Linked DNA regions of Sus scrofa: region 2 is linked to region 1. A link is a contact called in public Hi-C data. All regions are on one chromosome and are shown on one strand. Each heading gives the region's core, a stretch centred on a gene start, on an enhancer-like site or on the middle of the called end of the contact. The rest is flanking DNA. Distances are from core to core; before and after follow the strand shown. Region 1 overlaps CACNA2D1 (calcium voltage-gated channel auxiliary subunit alpha2delta 1). Region 2 holds the start of HGF (hepatocyte growth factor).

Evidence for each region. A called contact is a pair of places that touch in the nucleus more often than the background predicts.
Region 2: a contact with region 1 is called in a Hi-C map of liver, with 1.6 times the contacts expected there. The contact joins the promoter of HGF here to the enhancer-like site in region 1. A contact is called at or near these places in 7 of 47 Hi-C or Micro-C datasets (embryonic fibroblasts, heart right ventricle, liver and 3 more) and 1 of 2 datasets of contacts at active chromatin or transcription factors (skeletal muscle).

Annotation. Positions count from the first base shown.
Region 1 is chr9:98,175,885-98,182,884 of Sscrofa11.1, forward strand. It overlaps CACNA2D1 (calcium voltage-gated channel auxiliary subunit alpha2delta 1), which reads left to right. Exons shown (of 39, transcript NM_214183.1): 14 at 1,253-1,302; 15 at 2,724-2,813. Among named protein-coding and RNA genes, the nearest start is that of HGF, 260 kb to the right of the region's middle. Within about 2 kb of position 4,582, at least 1 of the 83 cell types and tissues checked has an H3K27ac peak or open chromatin away from gene starts, as enhancers often do. A contact at or near this core is called in liver, where this site is marked.
Region 2 is chr9:98,435,288-98,442,287 of Sscrofa11.1, forward strand. It overlaps HGF (hepatocyte growth factor), which reads left to right and starts at 2,484. Exons shown (of 19, transcript XM_005667687.3): 1 at 2,484-2,705; 2 at 2,971-3,100. The coding sequence starts at 2,496.

The sequences.
Region 1 (7,000 bases), core at 3,332-5,831:
CCTGGGAAGTGGCAGTGACCCTCAGGGAAGAATAGGCACTCATAGCCTTTGGAAGCAGTAACAGCAGGCCAGTGCCTTCTCAGGGGAATAAGCAAAATGCATGGTGCTTAGTTGGACTGCCTTCCTTTGCAGTGACCCCTGAGGTGACTGGGGCCACAGGTGATGTCTGTTCCAGGACCCCTAGTGGTGGCGTGCCACACCCACCTCTGGAGTCTGAGATGCCTGTGGTGATTTGCCCCATCTGCCTGTATCCTATGTAGGAGATGATCCGCAGTCCAAGAGCCTGTGTGTGCACAGAGAAAGATATTCCTATAGTGGTCCTGCCCCTTCTCTTCTCACCCACTCCAACAGTGGCACTTGCTTCTCCTGTGGTCCCCAGCCTCCTCCCGTACTCCCTCAGCTGTGGTGCTCAGCTCCCTAGCCCTTGGCACACGGCTCCTTACCCCCTCAGGCTGTGTCCACACAGCCAATCCTAGTCCACTCCCCAGAACTGACCTCTGAAGCTTGAGTCTCAGTGCTGAGCCCACACTCGATCATCTCAGAGTGTATTGTCCAGGGGCCGTGGTACAGATAGTCTCTGCAGCTCTCTATCTGCTTTGCCCTCCTCAGTCTTGCTGCTGTACTTTTCTCTGGGGCTTTGAGGTTCCCCCTCCATACCGGCTGATTTCTCTGTCAGTTAGGTGGCATTCCAGGCTGTGGGCTCCTTTCCTCTTTCACAGCTCTCTCTCAAGAGCACTGGTCTCGATCTGACAACATTTTTTTTCTCTTCTCTCTCTCTCTCTCTTTCCTTTTGTTCTATCCAGTTATGTGGAGAATTTCTTACCCTTTTTGGAAGTTTAAAGTCTTCTGCCAGAGTTCAGTAGATGTTCTGTACCATTGTTCTACGTGTAGATGGGGTTTTTTTTTGATGTGTTTGTGGGAGAAGGGGAGCACCATCTTACTCCTCCACCGTCTTGATCATGCTCCGTAAAAAGACTTTAATGATACCAGGTTCCCTACTACTCTGTAGAAAAATAGCATTTATTTTTTGCAATCTAAGAAATGTACTCAAATTTCTCATAAAGCCTTTGCATTTGCTATGAGTACGCATTAATCAGATATTTTCCAAATTTATCAGTGTTTGCTAGTTAGAAGTGTTTGCTCAATTAGAAGTGAAAAAATGTTCTTTCCTCTTACAGAACCATAAAATAATGTCGTGGGCCTTTATTAAAATGTTTATTTGTATTAATCTGTATATATGTATATATTTCAGGTTATTATTATGAAATTCCTTCCATTGGAGCAATCAGAATCAATACTCAGGTATGGTTATTTAACTCTTGTTTAAAGTATTTTTTCTTTTCTTTTCCTTTTTTTTTTTTTTTTTTTTTTTGTCTCTCTAGGGCCGCTCTTACAGCTTATGGAGATTCCCAGGTTAGGGGTTTAATTAGACCTGTAGATGCTGGCCTACACCACAGCCACAGCCATGTCAGATCCGAGTTGTGTCTGCAACCTATACCACAGATCACAGCAACGCCGATCCTTAACCCACTGAGCGAGGCCATGGATATTCTCATGGATACTAGTCAGATTCATTTCCGCTAGCCATGACGGGAATTCCTAAAGTATTTTTTCAAACTAAGATATTTCTTTTCTTCTTTAAATATACTCAATATAGAGAAAATAGGTGAAAATGAATAAATGATTTATACTACTATATTTGTAATAAAATGATGAGTGTCACGAGTAATGTATTGGTTATTATTTCACTAAGGTTCCAAGTATTTTTAAACATCTAAAACTTGGGTAAAGAAAATGAGTATATTTTTCTTCTCAAATTTTAAAAATATCCTAGAAGTAAATAAAATGTTTACTAACAACTCATCATGTAATTTGAACTTGATTTTATGGCCGCTCATTTAAGTGAGTTTCTCCAAGTTGTAGGCACAACATAGAAAATTAAATAGTAGTTACTACAACTTACAACAAGGATATGATTTTCCTCCAGCCATTCAGTTGAAAACATGCTTGTTAAGTAACTAGGTAGATTGAAGCAAGTATGTTAATTTAAATATATGTTATTTTAAAATATTTATAAATTGCTATTTAAAATCATTATTCATTTTAAAATATAACTGAGGAGCTACAAAATAGAATAAATCAAAATTTAGCACAAATAGCATTGCATTTGTGGAAATGAATACTGAATACATTGAATTTTGAAATGATACAGCAGCTGCATTTGTGCCTGATGTCTAGATTTGGCACAGTATTTCATTTATTTTTTGATACGTTTAAATGTAGTTTTGAATTTCAGCCAAATAGTCTGTGATATGAAAACAAGTTTGTGGCTGCTTTATTATTTCAAATTTGTGCAGTTCCATCCAGTAAATCACAGAGCCTTAAATAGGTTAGATTAACATAAAACAATTCACAAGGAACCTATTTCACTTATCATTGACTGTACCTCAGAAAGAGAATATTTTATTACAGAAAAAAACTGGGGTAGATACTTTGTATAAATAATGTAAGTCAAATATTGTTGATTCTAAGTATGCAGACATACCATTTATGGAGTACCCAAAGTAGGAATTAAATGATTATATGCTTAACTCTTAATAATTCTGATTCTATCTTCATTTTTAACTAAAGATAATTTTTTCTCTATGAATTTTGTTTTGTTTCATTTTACCACTGCATTCCTAGTTTTCAACTATTTAACTTTTTTATGTATGTATAAATAGGAATATTTGGATGTTCTGGGAAGACCAATGGTTTTAGCAGGAGACAAAGCTAAGCAAGTCCAGTGGACAAACGTGTACCTGGATGCACTGGTAAGCTAGGCTCTTCATGCAAAGACTGTCCTGATGGAAGCAGACACTGCCTTCCATTTCTGCTTCTTTCTAGGTTCCACTTCTCTTTTTCTCTTCATTAAACCCTTGCAGAATTCCTTCTGTCACAGCCTTCTTTGCAAGAGTTTAGATAATTTGCATAAAAACCTAGGCTTGTATGTAATAGAGAACCACAAAGGTAAAGTGTTATTTTCTAGTTGCCATTGAGAATGTAGAATTTCAACACTTGAATCTTGAACTGAAGGGCATTTTGATAATTTTTTGAATTTCTGTGTTAAAAAAATAGTAAAGTTGTGTGAATTGATACCACTTACTGCTGATTTTGAATAAGAATTGTAAAGAAATATTTACAAAATAGACTTCAGTGAGCAAAAGCACATGTATCCTCCATATCTCCACCTACTCTCAACAGAACTCAGAAATACATGCAATTAGATAAACAGATATCTTACCCTATCCTGGAATAATCACAGACCCAATCACCTCTTCATATGTAATTTCTTCTTCTTTTTTTTTTTTTTTTTTTTTTTGGTCTTTTTTGCCTTTTCTAGGGCTGCTCCCGTGGCATATGGAGGTTCCCAGGCTAAGGGTCTAATCGGAGCTGTAGCTGCCGGCCTATCCCAGAGCCACAGTAATGCAGGATCTGAGCCATGTCTGTGACCTACACCATAGCTCACAGCAATGCCAGATCCTTAACCCACCAAGCAAGGCCAGGGATCAAACCTGCAACCCATGGTTCCCAGTCGGATTCATTAACCCCTGAGCCATGACAGGAACTCCTGTAATTTCTTGTTTTAGGTTCAGCCCCAAGCATTTATGGAAATAGGCAATTGAAGTGAATAAATCTGGTGTGAAATATCAACAACAACAACAACAAAAACCTGATAAATTGTACACTGCATAAGTGAAATTTTAGTAAAAGTAGGCCATCATATTTCAAAGCAATGGTTCTCAACTGGGGGTAATTTTTCCCCTCAGGTCATTTGGAAATATCTTTAGGTGTTATTTATTGTCATGACTCAGATAGGGAGGGTTTGCTACTGGCATCCAGTCAATAGATGCCAGAGATGCTGTTAAACATTTCACAGTACACAGAACCAAAACAACCTACTCTCTAACCCACCAGAGCAACAGCCACATACCACCCCCCCCCACACATATCCCACAGAATTATGCAGGTCAATATGTCAGTAGGGCCAAAGTTGAAAAATCATGTTTGAATATTATTTTTACTTGCAAGTAGTAATCATCATACTTAAGATGTATTCATATGCTTAACTTAATGATAGACTTTATTAATAATTTCACTAATGTAGTATATCAGAGAGAATTAAAATACTAAGCCCTGAAAAGTAAATGCTGATTCAATAACCCCTTTAAGGCTTATTTGGAGTTCCGTTATGTGCTGATACTACTTTTCTGAAACAATGATGAACCCAAAGGACAGAATGCAACCCATTTAGAATTACTTATCATTTGGTTCTTGTAAAATAAACATATACAGGAAGTTACAAGAAACATAGGCACTATTAGCAGCAGCCTTGCATGCTAAGGAAGATAAAGTGAAGCTTGCTTACCTCAAGCCCTCACTAAAATTACTGTCCAGTGTTCTTTCTTGACATCACATATTTATTTAAGGTCACATGGTCATCTAAAGCAATGGTCAAAATGTTTCATATATCCAAATCCATCACAGAACAGAGTATGATAGTAGGAGTCAATAATTATGCCCTGTTGTATTTCCTATGACCAGAAGTTCATTACCCAGCATGTCTGCATTATTGGTAAGGTTCTTACTGATAGCACAAATGACATTAGGAAGAGATTTTGGTTCCAAATATGCTCTTCTACAAGCGGAAACTAACTGTAAAAAAAAAGAAAACAAATGAGGCACATGAATTGGCTAGTCAGTGGATATAAAAAGCATTCTTTTTACTGATTTGAGAACAAAAAGTGCCCATCTTGTATTTCTAATTATTTGTTTATAATCTCTGCACATAGCAGATTTAAATGTATATTCTGGTCAAATTAAGAAGAAAAAGGTAAAAATATTACAAGACTAAATGTAATAAATATAATTAGAAGAATGAAAAGAGCTCTGGATATTCAGAAGGAAGAAGTCCATATATTTAGGGATAGAGTAGCCTGGGGTTAAAAAGATGGTGTCATTTTAGCTAAATATTTGAGTCTTGCTAAGTTTTCTTCAATTGGTGATGAGTAGTGAAATTATAGAAAGGATGTGCAGTATGAAAACTGGAAAAGTGCTATGTATATTGAAAGAATGATACCTCACTCACTTTTGGAGATAATGGGAAATAAGAACAGAAACAAGTTTGGGATGATATTGTGGAGGGTTCATTTTATTTGGGAGATAAAGTTCTTATTAGAGATATGAAAAGAGTTGTACTCTAAAAAATAAATATCGAATGAATTCTGGGAAAACAGAAACCTTGTTGTATTTCTCTTTTTAATTCTCTAAAGACTTGCACATTGCCTGGGAATAGAGTACAATTTTTTTTTGGTGTGCTTAATGAAAAAAAGAGAAAATTGAAGTTAGGCACTGATGAGTATTTTTGTCTGATATGTTAGAAACCTAATATTTCATTTTAGGGCACATATTACCATATTTAGAAGCAAATTATGAAATTCTGTATAAATATAAAAGTAATATAAAGAAAAAGGTTGTATCTAATATATACCTTATCTTATATATCATGCTACCATTTTTAAAACTGCCCATTTATGTATATAGTCAGTCTTTCATATCCATGGATCCCATGCATGCAGATGCAACCAACTGGAGATTAAAAATATTCAGGGGAAAAAAAAATATTTCAGAAAGTTCTGAAAAGCAAAACTTAAATTTGCCAAACACAGGCAACTATTTGTATAACATTTACATTGTATTTACAACTATTTACATAGTCTTTGCATTGTATTAGGTATTAAAGTAGTCTAGACATGATTCGAAGTCTATGGGAGAATGTGTATGGGTTATATGCAAATACTACCCATTTTATATAAGGGACTTGAGCACCCAAGGATATTGGTATCTTTTGGATACTAGGTTAATGAATTATCTGTAATTTGACTTTATTGAGGCAGAAAGTTTTCATTGTGAATATTAATTTGCATATTAAATTAAGGAAGTTCTCATGGTCAAATATTCTTTCTTAGGACTGAGAGTCAACATGTATATCGTCATGTAGACAACTACGTGTAGTCATTTCCTTAATTTTTTTGTTCCCAAACAATTTGATATCTTATTCTGCTGATAGCTTATGATTGTCCTTCCGAATTAACTCAGTTTTTAAGTTCCCATTGTTTTTGAGCTTCCTACATGTGTAATAATAAACCATAACGTAAGACATTTTCTTTATGAGACTATGCTGTTTCTAGAATTAGAGCAGGAGTCATGAGATTTGGGTTTGGGGTCTTATTCACAGAAAGATTACTAATATTTTCTCAGCCTAGCAAATTCAAAATTTGCAACAATTTTTAAATTAAAGAGTGATGTTGTTGAAAATGTCATTTTGACATGAAATAGTGGTAAAAATATATATAACTGCTGCAGATGGGAGTAATAAAAAAGTGACCTCTGACTTGAAAATCAGTTTATTCCAACTAATCTCTATAGATTCATGTAAAGTATGAAATTATCTGCATGGTGATTAAACGATGAGATTATTTTTGTTCTGCTGAACTGGTTCACGACTAGATTTTCACATTTGATGCTTGCAGGTGTCTTGTTGCATCATTTTACTTTGTTAAAAAGTATTATTGATTTTGGAGACTATTTAAAAGCAGTATCACTTCTTTTTCAAGAAGAAAAGAAATGATATTGCTTACTACTTACCTAGAATATTCCAGAGAATGCAGGATCAATAGCATATATTTTCTGTTTATGTTATTCTGCTACACATCTGTGATTTAGCATGAACCCTTTGGCTTAGGGTGTGAAAAAAAATAAGAATTAAGCTACAACAAAATAAGGTTAAATAGGGGAGTTCCCATCGTGGCGCAGTGGTTAACGAATCCGACTAGGAACCATGAGGTTGCGGGTTCGGTCCCTGCCCTTGCTCAGTGGGTTAACGATCCGGCGTTGCCGTGAGCTGTGGTGTAGGTTGCAGACGCGGCTCGGATCCCGCGTTGCTGTGGCTCTGGCGTAG
Region 2 (7,000 bases), core at 1,234-3,733, 260 kb after region 1:
TTTTTTCAGAAACGCTTTTGGGGATTTATAGGTTTAACATGAGGAGTATAAAGGTAATAGCAGAGTAGAGCATGGGGAAAACAGCATTATATAATTTGGAAAGAACAAAGAGAATGTGTTATTAAGACAAAATAAAACAATAGCACAATTCATAATGTTTTGTGTATTTGATTACAGTTTTGGGAGATTTTTTAATTGTTTATATTTTTGTTTATTTTGTAAATTATTATTAAGCATCTCCTACATGTTTGGTCTTAGGCTAATTTTAATGATTACAATCTTTTACAAAAGATATGTGGTTCTTCTTATGAGGTTTAGAGAAACTTACCCCATCCTATGGGCCATGACCATTTCTGTTCTACTCTCCCAACTGAATCTTTATTCAGTAAAGATTTAAGAATAAAAATAATTTTTAAGTTATTTAAGAATAAAAAAATTTACTTAGGTCTCTTCAACTGTAAAATGGGAATTATAATAATTCTTTTTAATATAGGTTGGTGTTATAAAATTGGGTTATGATGATCATTGTACAACTATAAATGTAATAAAATTCATTGAGTGCTTTAAAAAAAGATTAAATAAGAATCTAAGAGTACTTGGCATAATGTTTAGTAACACTAAAAACTCAATGCATATTAGCTATCATTTTTAATATAGAGAAATCAAATAACGTCAAAATAGAAATATAGATAAATAATTCAAAATAGGGTTAAGTATTTATTGTATTTTATGTGACAATTAAAAATTGTGAAAATAGGAGTTCCCCTTGTGGCACAGCTGAAACAAATCCAACTAGTAACCATCAGTTTGAAGGTTTGATCCACGGCCTCACACAGTGGGTTAAGAATCTGGTGTTGCCATGAGCTGTGGTGAAGGACACAGATGTGGCTTGGATCCTGTGTTGCTGTGGCTGTGGCACAGGCTGGCAGCTATAGCTCTAATTCAACCCATTGCCTGGGAACCTCTGTATGCAGTGGGTGCAGCCCTAAAAAAAGCAAAAAAAAAAAAAATTGTGAAAATGTGTCATTTATTAAATAAGTTTATTCAATTTCCTTTTGGTGCCCAGGATAGATTTTGCCCCAAGTTATGATAATTATAATTATGTTTATAGCCCTGATTCTGCTTTCTCTGAAAACAAATAGAAAGACTGGTCTCCTTCATTATTTACCTTATAAGAATTTACTTAGAGAAAATCTAGTTTATTTAAAAGGGGTTTGAATCCCTGGTAAAGCACAGGAGGTTACCATGGGGCAATTCAGAATCATGGTCAGGTGGTATACTGAAAATGAAAATTTCCAAGTGTAATAGAAAGTAAAAAGGAAAGTAAAATGGATACTTAGGACATAAGGGAGAGGCTGACAAATGACTTTTAAGTTTGCTTGGTTTTGTTTTTATAAGAGAAAATGATCAAAGAGAAGGATTAACAATAGGAAAAGGTAAGATGAAGTGGATTTCTCAAAACTAGTTCTCTAGTTTCTCTAGCTATTTCTCAACCTTAGCTTCTTCCTGAAGCTGGGGTGAAATGAACTGGAGGGTGAGAAATGAAAGCTGTGGAGGGAAGTACATTCTGTGGATGGCATTAATTTTGCCTACTACCACCTCTGTATAGCTGCACACTGCTCAGGAGACATTTCACATTATGTCCACTTTCCCAGTCACTGTGGACAGAGACGCTGTGCCTGCTTGTACTTCTGTCAGAGATACACAGGGGGAACTATACCCCCAAATCCACTACAAATAAAGCAAGCTCTTACCTAAAGTAATCAGATCATCACCCCAAGGTGCAAAGACATATCTCAATATGACAAGATTCCGTTCCTTATCTCTCCTCTCCCATTCCCCAGGCAAGCCCTTTATCTCTCCACTTAGATTTAGGGAGTCTGGTGATTGCATGCAGGCAGGACAGAGATGGAGAAGAGAGGGCACTAATTATTCATGAATTCAAACAGCTTGAGAGATTGCCAGTGAAAGGTAGTTTTAGAAGGTATGCATATCACATACACATACGTGTGTGAGTGTGTGTGTGTGTGTGTGTTTACAAGGACATGCAGTCCTTGCCATGATTATCTGTCAGGCAGAACCTAGTCTCTTAGACATTTTAAGAAGAGAGCATGATCAGAATTTATCATAGATCCCAGATCCAACAAGTTACTTTTATGCACTTTTTGTAAATTTTTTTAAGCTCTGGGGAGATTAGTTCAGGTTCTAAAAAAAGCAGCCTGCTCTGAGCCCATTGGACAGGGGCAATTTCCTCGCCTGACTTTGTGGGTGCTTTTGTTTTGCTGGTTTATTTACCCTTTCCTTACTTAACCTCTTTCTACCTGGGCTGGACCTGTCTGCGCTCTGCCTCCCAGCCAGCCTCCCTTCTCCTTCCTGGTCTCTAAAACCCTAGGGAACCTGTGTCAGTGTTTGGAATCCCTAGATTGCTCTAGCAGTGAAACTAGACAGATTAGGAGCTGAGGCGCATTTGACAGAAAGGCAGTGCTTTGCTTCTCATGCTGCTTCCCCTTCCTCTTTTCCCAAATAGATATGTAAACACATGTATTTTCCTGTTTAAATTTAGCGAATTGGTCCTCTGCCGGTGCCTTGATTTAGCTATTGGGCTGAGCCTTGCTCCTCCCTTCCCTACTCGGATAGGAGCCACTGGGATCTGGAGCTCAAGCTTCCAAATTGAAGCTGGCCTCAGGCCAGGTGACCTTTTCTTTGTAAGTTTCTTTCCTAAGCAGAGTGGGGGTGGGGGTGGGGAGCAGGGATCTGTTTGGTGTTGTTGGGGGGGGGGGTAGTGAGGAAAGGAGGGGGGGTGGAAGAGAGTAAAGGGCTGTTGTTAAACAGTTTCTTACCGTAAGAGGGAGTTCAGACCTAGATCTTTCCAGTTAATCACACAACAAACTTAGCTCATCGCAATAAAAAGCAGCTCAGAGCCGTCTGGCTCTTTTAGGCACTGAGTCGGAACAGGATTCTTTCACCCAGGCATCTCCTCCACTGAGATCCGCCAGCACATCCAGCAGCACCATGTGGGTGACCAAACTTCTACAAGTCCTGCTGCTGCAGCACGTCCTCCTACACCTCCTCCTGCTTCCCATCGCCATCCCCTATGCAGGTTAGTTTTCTCTTTTCTTCATGATGATTATTATTATTATTTAACTCTCTCTTGCTAACCTTTCCTTTTCCTAACACTCTCTCTTTCCCTATTCCTAGCATCCTTCCTTAACTCAGAATGAATTTTTTAAATCTCTCATTTAGCTTTCTTCTGACATTTTTTTTTTTCCTGTTTGAAAAGCATTTAAAGTGATACTTAGCATCCCCTCTGTATGGCATCATCTCCCTCCCCACTGGCCCAGCTCTGTCTCACTTAGCCTAGTAGTTGTGGATGGTGAGATGGGATTGAAGTGCTAACACTGGCTGGAACTTTGCTGGCTTGGCTAAGTTTAAAGCTCACCCGAGGGTCTGATCTGAAAAGGGGACAGTGATGGTCAGTACAGCAGAGACATGCTTTTTTTCCCTGAGGACAATTTCCCATGACAATCTACTACCCCACATCACTGAATCAACATCCAGGGCCAAATTATGACTTAAAATAGGTTTTTCACTTGGAGAAGTCAGATTAAACTCTGAATATATGCATGTTATAAAAATGAAAGAGAAAGCCTCTCTCCTAAGGTCTCATTCTTTCTGGGTATGGATGCCTGCCCTTTTTGAAACTGCAGTGCAAGGGAGGCAAAAATTGGGTGACTTTGATTATAGCTGCAGAACTGCTCCTTTCAGTCTCCCATTTTCTCCCTAGAATTTACAGGTTGGGATGGGGTCGCTTGGGAGTTCATATTGCCTAGAAGTTTAGAGGTTTCATGTGCTGCTTTGGGGAGTTTTCTGTTGTTATCAGGGCAAGAGGAAACATCTGTATTTGGTTGTATTATCACTGTCGTGACTGGGATGCCAACAGGAGAAGGTGATGCCATCACAGGTGGGCACAGGGGGATTAAAGAATGGAACAAATGCCCAGCCGGTAGATGTGGCCTTTCTATAATACAAAACAGAGAACTGGCTTATCTTTTGATATTAGTTAAATATGAAATTTATCAGACCTCTGATCTAGTGTCCAGTGTAATACAAAGGTTGAAAACACCAGGAATTTGCAAGATGACAAGAAAGATCATTCAATCCACCTGGCTTTCTTCTCTTTTGTGAAGTGACTCTCTTAGAAAACAACACTGTGTGGGAAGGGTCAATCTGAAAACACTTATGTTAGGTTTCTGAAGGGGTGAAAAAAAAAAAAAAGATCAGTCTGGCAGGTTATCATCCTTGAGATGTGTTATGTTAAAACTGATTCTTATACAATGTTGCTGGCTTCAGGGGTTTTGAGTATAAAATGAAATAATGGCTAATATTTTGAGGGCTTTCATTTTTAAAGATTAAAATGCTGATGGGTTGAAGTAAAATATTACCTGGAATCATTTGTGCTATGCATGGAGAACACAGTATGGAAAACCCAAACAGGAGATCAACCATAGACAATGTCTATTTGTTTTTGGCATGCCTTCTGAACTTTTGGCAGGAGATATACACTCATAATTACATTTCACTTTGGCTAATGTTGAAATGACTGTGTTTCCTGAATATAGGGAGAATGCAGCCCAAGAGTGTGCTGGCAGGCAAGGAGAGGCCAATTGGGAATTACAGATAATAGAATAATTCCTAAAGTGGATAATGCTAAAGTTGTTATCAAAAGAGGGGGCTGCCTTTGTCTGGGTGGCAAGTTTATTTTGATAGTTTTTTCTTTTTTTTATAACATGCTTCAAAAAGGAAAATGTAGATAGGACTTTTAGAACATACGAAGAAAGTTTACTCTTTTTATATCACCTAATGTTGAATGAACATTTAGAAGGTTTTTTGTTGTTGTTCTTAGTTGCTTTGGTTGTATTTTTTGATTTATCTTATGAGTCTGCTTTTTTACATACTGTAAATTAACACAATATTTAAAAAGAAGTGGATACTTTTAAGAAGTGACAACTAGTTATGAACAGAATATATTATGGAAATATTTTTGAAGGTTCCAAAAACTTGAAGAAATATTCAATATAATAGACTCAAGCCATCTTTATAGGAATTTGTCCACATACAATTATCCTCTATTCATTCACATCTATGCTGGATACAAATGTCCAGTCTTCTGTAACAAAAGAAGCATTAAATGAGCACCTACTGTTCAGGACCCCCTAGGGGATGCAAAGATGAACAAATGAGAAAGAAACCTGTAATTGTTGAGAAACTATTACAGACCAAGTTCTAAAACAAACTTGTTTAATTCTAATAAGATTGGCATTACTGAAATGACTCATCTTACATGAGGATACTGAAGTTAAGGACCTTAAACATTTTATCTTATTACCATAGAGATAGAGCTGAGTTTCTAACCAGAATCTATGTAAATGAAATATGTAATGTGTATTTTTTTCTTTTATTTATATTGAAACCTGCAGCAATGAAACAAACTAAAGCTTACTTTACTTAGCAAAATAGTAAAAAAAACTATTTTGCTAAGTAATATAACAAAAATTCTGTGTTAGCAGCATTACTCTGTTATGGTTGAGAGTTCATCTCTAGCTTAGAGAATCAAACTGGGTTTAGGAAGTATGCAGTATCCCAAAGTGCATATGAAAAGATAGGTAGTAGTATGATCCATATCTAAGTTAGGGGAGCACAAAGTGGTTGAAGGTACTCAGGTGAAAAAATATAAGAAGGGTAGGTAATCATGTGGGGCTGGTGTATTAGGTGCCTGAGGAGGAGCAATATGGCCTGCAATTGGAAAGTAAGATAGACTGGAAAAGTAAGATAGACTAGCATGTAAATGTTTGGATGTCCAAACATGCTAAACCACACTATTCTGAATGTTACGGGTTGCAGCTGGAGGTTTTGAGCTGACAAGATACCTGGCTTAAGGGTGCTGGTTTTGGTTGGGGTGTGGAGGAGAGATGTTAGGCAGAGACAGACAATGAAGGAAGAGACCAGGAAGAGGCTGAACAAGGAAGTGGAATGAAGGAGAAGAAGGGAACTATCTAGGGAGGTCTCTAATTTCACACTGAACATCATTTCATTTGTCAATCTTTTTGGAAGAGATAATTATGCTGCTTCTCAAATACCAACATTCGATTTAAATCTTACTTGGTCCCTTCTTGACATCTTTATTTGTGATACTGTTCTGTTCTCTAAAGAAGGAGAGATGCTTGTCCATTTGTGAAATCCAAGTTCTAGATAAGAGCAATGAAGATTTGCACTTGTATTTGTGATTTTTGCCTTTGGGAAGTTTAAAATCTCCAGTCACCACCATTCCCTTCCATTAATTATTTGTGTACTTTCATCTTAACATCTTGCCACTTCAAGCTGTTAATCACTAATCATGTGGGTAGGTTTCTGAGAATATGTGGAGCCAGATTCCTGCTTCTTTCCACACCCTGCAAATCCTTTCCTTGCATGATTTTCTTTGAAGTCAATAGTTAGTCCATACAGAAAAGAAAATATATGAGGTACTGAGAGAAATGAGTGTGAGGCCCAGAGACCAGAGGGAGAAATATGTCTTTCTTCAAGCACCTTGATACATTTGACCCTACTTTTTGTTTGTAGGTTTTCAGTAAGATCCTAATGATTTCAGTTTTAAAACAGAGACTTCAGTTTCTTTAGGAAATATAAGGAGAAGAAGAAAAAGGAGTTACAATTTAAAGGACAGGAAAGCATGACAAAGTTGTAGTGATCTCTTACCCTTTGATTTCATTTCAATATTTTGTTTATAAACTTCGACTAAGAGTCATGCACAAAAAATAGCAGGGAAAAATCTGATCCAAAGAAATTTTTGAGTTTCTTCCCAAATTAAGCTCGTCTTTTAACTGTTTTCAGTAAAACAAGCATCAGTTGTTAATACATATGGAAGAGAAAGCTGAAACTATTTTCAGCAAAGGAATTTTATTTTCAGATTCTGTTTTTTGAATGACTCCTGTTTTGAATTTTT